Linked DNA regions of Ovis aries: region 2 is linked to region 1. Evidence: chromatin contacts called from public Hi-C data. All regions are on one chromosome and are shown on one strand. The core of a region is the stretch at or near the end of the contact, and the rest is flanking DNA. Distances in the headings are between cores, read along the strand shown.

What was found. A called contact is a pair of places that touch in the nucleus more often than the background predicts.
Region 2: a contact with region 1 is called in a Hi-C map of muscle, with 2.0 times the contacts expected there. The contact joins the promoter of CPEB2 here to the enhancer-like site in region 1. A contact is called at or near these places in 4 of 16 Hi-C or Micro-C datasets (blood, hypothalamus and muscle).

Annotation. Positions count from the first base shown.
Region 1 is chr6:110,654,825-110,658,299 of ARS-UI_Ramb_v3.0, forward strand. No RefSeq gene overlaps it. Among named protein-coding and RNA genes, the nearest start is that of TRNAS-GGA, 140 kb to the left of the region's middle. Within about 2 kb of position 1,612, at least 3 of the 54 cell types and tissues checked have an H3K27ac peak or open chromatin away from gene starts, as enhancers often do. A contact at or near this core is called in muscle, where this site is marked.
Region 2 is chr6:110,821,973-110,825,708 of ARS-UI_Ramb_v3.0, forward strand. It overlaps CPEB2 (cytoplasmic polyadenylation element binding protein 2), which reads left to right and starts at 1,937. Exons shown (of 9, transcript XM_027971200.3): 1 at 1,937-3,736. The coding sequence starts at 2,206. LOC132660023 (a long non-coding RNA gene) reads right to left here and starts at 1,443. Exons shown (of 3, transcript XR_009601175.1): 1 at 1-1,443.

The DNA of each region.
Region 1 (3,475 bases), core at 362-2,861:
ATATACCCATGCATCTGCTCTTAGGGAGGATTTGTGTGGGTGAATGCTAGATGACAGGTAGACAGGAATACTGGTCCCCAAACTACCAACCTTACCAGAGTCACCCAAAGGACATTTAGCAAATGTAGTTCCAGTGGTCCCACACCTGAATGTTCTGACTACAAACATGTCAGACAGAGCTGGGTTTTTCATAGAAGGATCCAGGTGTATTAGTTTGCTAAGGCTGTCCTCACAAAGTACCACAAACTGGGACGCTTAAACAACAGATATTTGTCTCACAGTCCTAGAGCCCAGGAATTCAAGATCAAGGTACCAGTAGGTTTGGTTTCTTCTGAGGGTTTGGGGAAGAATATGTCTGAGTCTCTCTTACAACTTCTGGTGGTTCACTGGCAATAGTTATCTGTTTATAAATGCCTGCATGCCTACATACTCAGGCATGTCTGCCTCCTTGCGACCACATGGACTGTAGCCGCCAGGCTCCTCCATCCATGGGATCTCCCGGGCACGAATATTGGAGCAGGTTGCCATTTCCTCCTCCAGGAGATCTTCCCAACTCAGGGATCAAAGCTGAATCTCTTACATTGGCAAGTGAATGCTTTATCACTGTATCACCTGGGAAACTCTTCTTTAGAGATGTATCAACTCAGTATGTCTTCATCTTTGCAAAGAATCTCCCTGTGTGCATGTCATCTTTGTGTCTAAATCGCCTCTTTTTATAAGTCATCATGGATTAACCAGGCTCATGCTAAGACGCTGATCATCTGCAAAGACCCTAGTGCTGAACAAGGTGTTGGCCACAGATCCTGGGGGTTGAGACTTGAGCATCTTTTTGGAGTATACAAGCCGACTCAGAATTCCAGGTGATTCAGATGTGCAGTCAGGGTTAAGGACCAATGACAAGAACTGTAAACAAGAGCTTTCCAAATGGATGTGTAGACATCCCCAGGGAATCTCACATAACTGCAGCTTCAGATTCACAGCACCTGGAGAGCCTGGGACCCGGCTTTGAGCTGCCTTTTTTTGTTTTTTAATTCAATTTCTGAGTGTACAGGAAAAACCCTGCCAGTAGAACTCTGGATTCTTCATTCCTGATGCCCATTCAGGAGGCAGCACTCTAGCAGTAGAACGGATCCTAGGGTGGGGAAAAAAAGGATTGGGGCCCCACACTCAGGAAAAGCTGCTCTCATCCCTGTGCCCCAAGCCTTGCTCTCTTTACACGTACATATTCAGGGTTACCTCGTGGTTCTCGTCTTGTTGCCCTGTCCCCACTGCCCCCAACCCTACCACCCCAACCCCACCACCTGTTAACTCAGCCCAGCCTGAATGAACCCCGGCTGCCGGCAGCTGGCCACCAGAAGTGACGGCCCCCTGGTCACCTGCGCTGGCCAAGACAGAGGCCAGAGGCTTCCGGGCAAGCGAGGCCAGTCCCCCTAGGGGCAGAGAAATCCACCTTTGGTGTCAATCCCCGAGGCCTGCCGGAAGCGGTGCGCCCCGCCCTGCGCGCACTGTACCCCGCCTGCCGTGTAATTGCATCCGTCATGGGGCAGGCCTGGCCAGGCGCAAAGAAGACAGCTGTGTGGCCCGGCTGCAGCCCTGGGGCCACCGCCCGCGCCTCGAAGCCTCCTTAATTTATTTATAGATGCGCTTACTCTTTCTGTGGCCTAGTTAAGGACGCCTTTCCATAAATACATAGAAACGGATGTTATTCTAGAACCCACCAATAATAGACACAGCTGTAGCGCTTGCGGCTAGATTAAGAGCCCTGTCCCCAGCTCATCACCCCTTTCCCCCAAAATAGAAAATAAAGTTTTGTTTTTGTCTTTTAAGCGTTTGTATGAAAGAGAGAAATTCTGCTTAATAATGAGACGTTTCTTTCAGATCCAAGACAGGATTTCTTAGGAAACAGAACATGAGGAACTAAGGCTGTATCTTTGCCAGCTAACCGATCGAAGTCGCTTTCACCCTCCCCCTCCAGTGATGGCAATGGTTGGGTCCTCTACTTTCACCTTTAAATGTGAGCATCGGTTTAACCCAAACAAAATCCTCTTGTTCCAGAGACGATACGTGGTTCATTTATTTGCCGTATGATTTGCCAAACATATGATCTGCTGGCTTTCTCCAGTGTGGTCAGTTGTTTGGGGTGATGGCCCAGGGACTGCTCTCTGGATTTAGGGAGCAGAGGGGAAAAAAAAAAAAAAAAAAAAAGCACGTCATCACAGAACTGTGAATGAGTCTCCAGCCTGCATCCTTTTGTTTTTTTCTCCCAGTTTGTTCTACAGACCCTTAATTCTATTATCCAGCTGTAATTTGGCTCTGTGTCTCTCCAACATTTTCTCCTTTCTTCTGCCCCCTTTCTTTTTAATCGATTGATTCATCTGTAATTGGATTTTCTCTGGCTCTTACCAGCTATTAAAAGTATCTATGTGTGTGTATGTGAGTGAGCTTTGTAACTAGGTCACCCTTTCAAATGCCTGGCCATCCTGACTCTTGTTCAGGTTTCTTGGTATGAATTCAATTCCACGGTTCCTTTTGAAGGGACAGGACACCCCAAAGGGAACTGCATGCTTTGGAAGCAGACAAATCCATATCCTGTTGCATTTTTTGTTTTGTGTGAGGCTGATGTTAATTGAGCTCATACTATGTGCCAGGAGATTTTTCAAGCACTTTACAAGCATTCATAACCCTCACTGCATGCTTTTAAAGCAGGCACTATTATTAGCACATTTTACAATAAAAGCATGGCAACAGAGGCGGTTCAGGGGCTTACCCACTATCACAAATGAGTTATTTCTAAAAAAATTTTTTATATTATATATATAATGTAATTAAGATCTTGCTATTGCTAAGTCACTTCAGTCGTGTCCGACTCTGTGTGACCCCGCAGACGGCAGCCCACCAGGCTCCCTCATCCCTGGGATCCTCCAGGCAAGAACACTGGAGTGGGCTGCCATTTCCTTCTCCGATTAAGATATAATTATATTTTATTTTGTATTAGGGCTTCCCTGGTGGCTCAGCAGTAAAGAATCCAGCAGCCAACACAGGACACCCAGGAAGCGCGGGTTCAGTCTCTGGTTAGGGAAAATCCCCTGGAGAAGGAAATGGCTAAGCACTCTAGTATTCTTGCCTCGGAAATCGCATGGACAGAAAAGCCTGCTGAGCTACAGTCCACAGGGTCACTAAAGAGTCAGACATGATTTAGAGACGCAACAATAACAATAGACAATTAGCAATGTTGTGACCATTTCAGGTGGCAGGAAAGGGACTCAACCACACACACACAGGTATCCATTCTCCCCCAGACTCCCCTCCCGTCCAGGCTGCTATATTTCATTGAGCAAAGCTGCCTGTGCTATACATAGGGCCTTGTTGGTTATCCATTTTAAATACACAATGTGCACACCTTGATCCCAAATGAGCTCTTGACCGTGGGGCAGTTTTCCAAAATTCTGCCCCTTGATGATGTGTAACTTTGAAT
Region 2 (3,736 bases), core at 687-3,186, 170 kb after region 1:
GCCTCAGTTGCTGAACACTTTCCTTGCCAAATGGGTTAGTATTAGCAGATATGTCAACACGTGTGAAAATAGCTATTTGTATTTTTAATTCTGAGGAGCTCAGGTTATTTTCCAGACATTGCTAATTTAGAGTAAAAAAGGAATCCTCTGGTTTTATATTTTGCTTGACTGTTAAAATGGTTTTGAGATTACTAATTCAAACCAATTTTCTATACATCCACTGATTTCTAAACCATTTTTGAGTTGTTTTTAAAAAGTATTTTCTCCTTATTTGAAGGCAATGTCAAACTTAGTTCATTAGACAGGAAAACATAAACGTTATACGTAGAATGTATTTTCCCCGTGGAATGTTTTTCTCTCTACTGTATTTATTTTGATTTGTATAAATTTGAAACACTGAAGTAACAAAAGTGGGAATGAAATTTAACTAATAGAGAATGAGGACTCATAAAAATGTACTCTTGCCTACAGCAGTAATAGTGTGCTAATTAACAACACGAAATATTTAATCTTAGTTCAGTTGTAAACCCAAACCAGATAGACTCTAAACCCATTTCTATTGCTTTTGAGATTATTAGTCTATGTTAGTCTATTTTCTAGAGTTCTTTCAGTAGTTTTTCTCTGAAAGCCAAGAAAAGTTAAAATGGCAAAAGAGGAACATAAAATTCAGTAGCTTACTAGCATGGATCACTCTGCTGTTCCTTTATCTAGACCCTCATATACATATCTCCTTCTATCTATCTAGTTCTCTATGTTAAATGTTTCTTGAGGAAATACACAGGTTGGGGGCCTCTTCTGTCGCTTCCAACAAGAGCTCTACCATGGAAAGCTCTCCTCTTCCGTTTTGCAAGTCTCAACAAGTCTGTTGCTGAGTCAGAATCTCCTTTTCCTCCCTGTTGTCAAGAAGTCTTTCTCCCTTGAAAATTCATAAAGCTTTGGAAACAGCTAAGTCTCCCGGGGGAAGGGGCGGGGATGCCCGAACTAGCGCGGCTGAGGGGGAGTTGCCCACCCCGCGGTCCGCCGGCCCCGCGCGGGTCGCGCTTTCCCGACCGGGAGGGCCGGGGAGCGGGCCAGGCTTTCCCCGGGAGCTCGCCGCGGGGTCCGTCGTGTGCGCGTCTGCGTGTAAACCGCCGCGCGGGGCCGCGGGGTTTGCGGGGACTTTTGTTCGTCACCACTGAAGTAAAAACGTTTGGGACGCGGCCGGGGCTTCGTGTTTCCGCGACAGGGAACACTTCCCCGAGGTGGCGGGAGGGCGGATGACAGCACGCGGCGCGAGAGGCTTAAAAAAAACAAACACGGAAACCCGCGCGAAAAGGCGCTTTCCAGGGCGAGGCGGCCGAGTCCTGCACACTCCAGCCGGCCAGAGGCCTCCCGCGCCAAGCTCCGGGGTGGGGACGAGAGGCGCCGGGGTTCCCGCGCGGCCGCTGACGCGGAGAGCCACTCCCGGGCCTCAGTTTCCCCCGCGGGCCAGCGCCGCCTAGGGCGGACCCCTATCCCGGCGGCCCGGGGCTCCCGTGACCCAGGGAGGGGCCCGGAGAGAGACGCGGGCAGAGGGCAGGTGGCGCGCGCGACCTGCCGCAGACTCGGCCAGGACCCCGCGCCCGGAGGGGCGGTTGCCCAGGAACCGTCCGAGCCGCGCGCGCGCGTGCTCCCGTGAGCGCGCGCCGAGCGCTCAGGCGTCGCCGGCCGCCCGCCGGTCCAACCGACCGCTCCTTTTCCCGGACGCGGGGGTAGCCTGACGAGACGCGGCACTCGCTCTCGCGCCCGCGCTCGCCCCCGCCCTCCCGAGAACGCGAGCGCGTCCCCGGCCCTCATCTGTATATTCATGAGAGGCGGGGGGGCGGGGCAGCAGGGGGCGCGGCGGCCGCTGGCACGCGCGTGCCGGGACGCACCGCGGGGGGCGGCGTGATTGTGAGGTGGCGCTGACGCACGTTCCGGGCTTCTTAAGCGGCCTGGGCGGCGGCGGCCGCGGCGGCCGCGGCGGCGGAGCCCGAGCCGGTCTCGGGAGGTGGCGGTGAGCGCCGCGAGGGGTGGCGGGGGCCGAAGTCGGTGCCCCCTGGCTCAGTCACGGTGTCCCTCTTTCACTGACTCCCCCCGCCCCACCTCCTTCCACCACGGCCGCTCCACCTCAGATCCGGCGGCTTCTTAGGCAGGGCGGCGGCGGCGGACGGGGCGCGTCTCCTCCCGCGGCCGCCGGCCTGATAAATGAGGGACTTCGGCTTTGGGGTGCTGCACACCGCCCCTCTCCGAAGCAACAGCCCCGGGTCCCTGTTCAGTGGCGGGGCGTACTGTCCCTCCGCCGCGGGACCCGCCGCCCCGCTGCCCTCCGCCACGCCCTTCGGCCCGCTCTCGCCGCCGCCGTTGCCTGTCACCGGCTTCTCGGAGGCCTCCTCCCCCTTGTCGATCCCCCTCGGCTGCGGCGGCGCGGACCGCTCGGCTGCTGCCGCCGCTGCTTCCTCTTCCTCCCCGTTCCTGGCGCATCAGCAGACCATGCAGGATGAGCTGCTGCTGGGGCTGACACAGCAGCCGGCGCGGCCGCTCTCGGGGGCGGCGGCCACGGAGAAACTCCCCAACCACCACCCCGGCGGCGGCACGAACGCGGGTGTGACCCACCTCCTCCCCTCCCAGGACTTCAAACCGAGTCTGCACCACCCCTCCTCCTCCTCCGCCTCCTGCTGCTGCTGCCGCCGCACCTCCTCCCCGCAGGACTTCAGTAAGCGGCAGCAGCAGCAGCTGAGCAGCCAGAAGAGGAAAGAGTTCAGCCCTCCCCATCTTCCCCACCCTCCGGACTCGAAGCCGCTGCCTCCGTCGCTCCACTGCCCGGGCCGGTTCAGCCCGCCGCCGCCGCCGCCGCCCGGCCAGCTCCTCCAGCCGGCGCCGACCGTCCAGCGCCAGCCGCCGCCGCCGCCGCAGTTCAGCCTCCCGCACCCGCAGCACCTCCCGCCGCAGGACTTCGCCCCGCGGCAGCGCCCGGCCGACCTGCCCCCGCTCCCGCAGCTCCAGCCTTCGCCGCCCGCAGCCCCGCGGCGCCGCCACGGAGGCGCGGGCAGCCCTCGCAAGACCCCGGCCGCGGGCGAGGGCAGCGCCGCCGAGCCCCCCAATGCGGGCTTGGCCCCCTCGACGCCGCCGGTGAACCCCGCGCCGGGCTCCATGGAGTCTCCCAACCACCCTCTGCTCAACAGTCCCAGTAACCTCCTGCCCGGCGGGGCGCTCGGCGCGGGCGCCTTCAGCAGCCTGCAGAGCCCAGACCTTCCGCACCCGGGCGGCGGCGGCGGCGGCGGCAGCGGGGGCGGGGGGCCCCCCGGAGGCGGAGGGGGAGGCGGCTCCGCGTCGCCGCCGCCGCTGCCCGGCTTCGGCACCCCCTGGTCCGTGCAGACCGCGTCGCCGCCGCCCCAGTCCCAGCCGCCGCCGCCGCCCCAGCAGCCGCCGCCGCCGCCGCCTCCCCAGCAGCCGCCGCAGCCGCAGCCGCAGCCGCCGGGCTCGTCGGCCGCCACCCCGGGTGGCGGCGGTGGCGGCGGCGGCGGCGGCTCGCTCAGCGCCATGCCGCCGCCCAGCCCTGATTCGGAGAACGGCTTCTACCCCGGGCTGCCGTCGTCCATGAACCCGGCCTTCTTCCCGAGCTTTTCGCCGGTGTCCCCGCACGGCTGCGCGGGGCTCAGCGTGCCGGCGAGCGGCGGTGGCGGCGGCGGCTTCGGGGGCCCTTTCTCGGCGGCCGCCGTGCCCCCGCCGCCCGCCA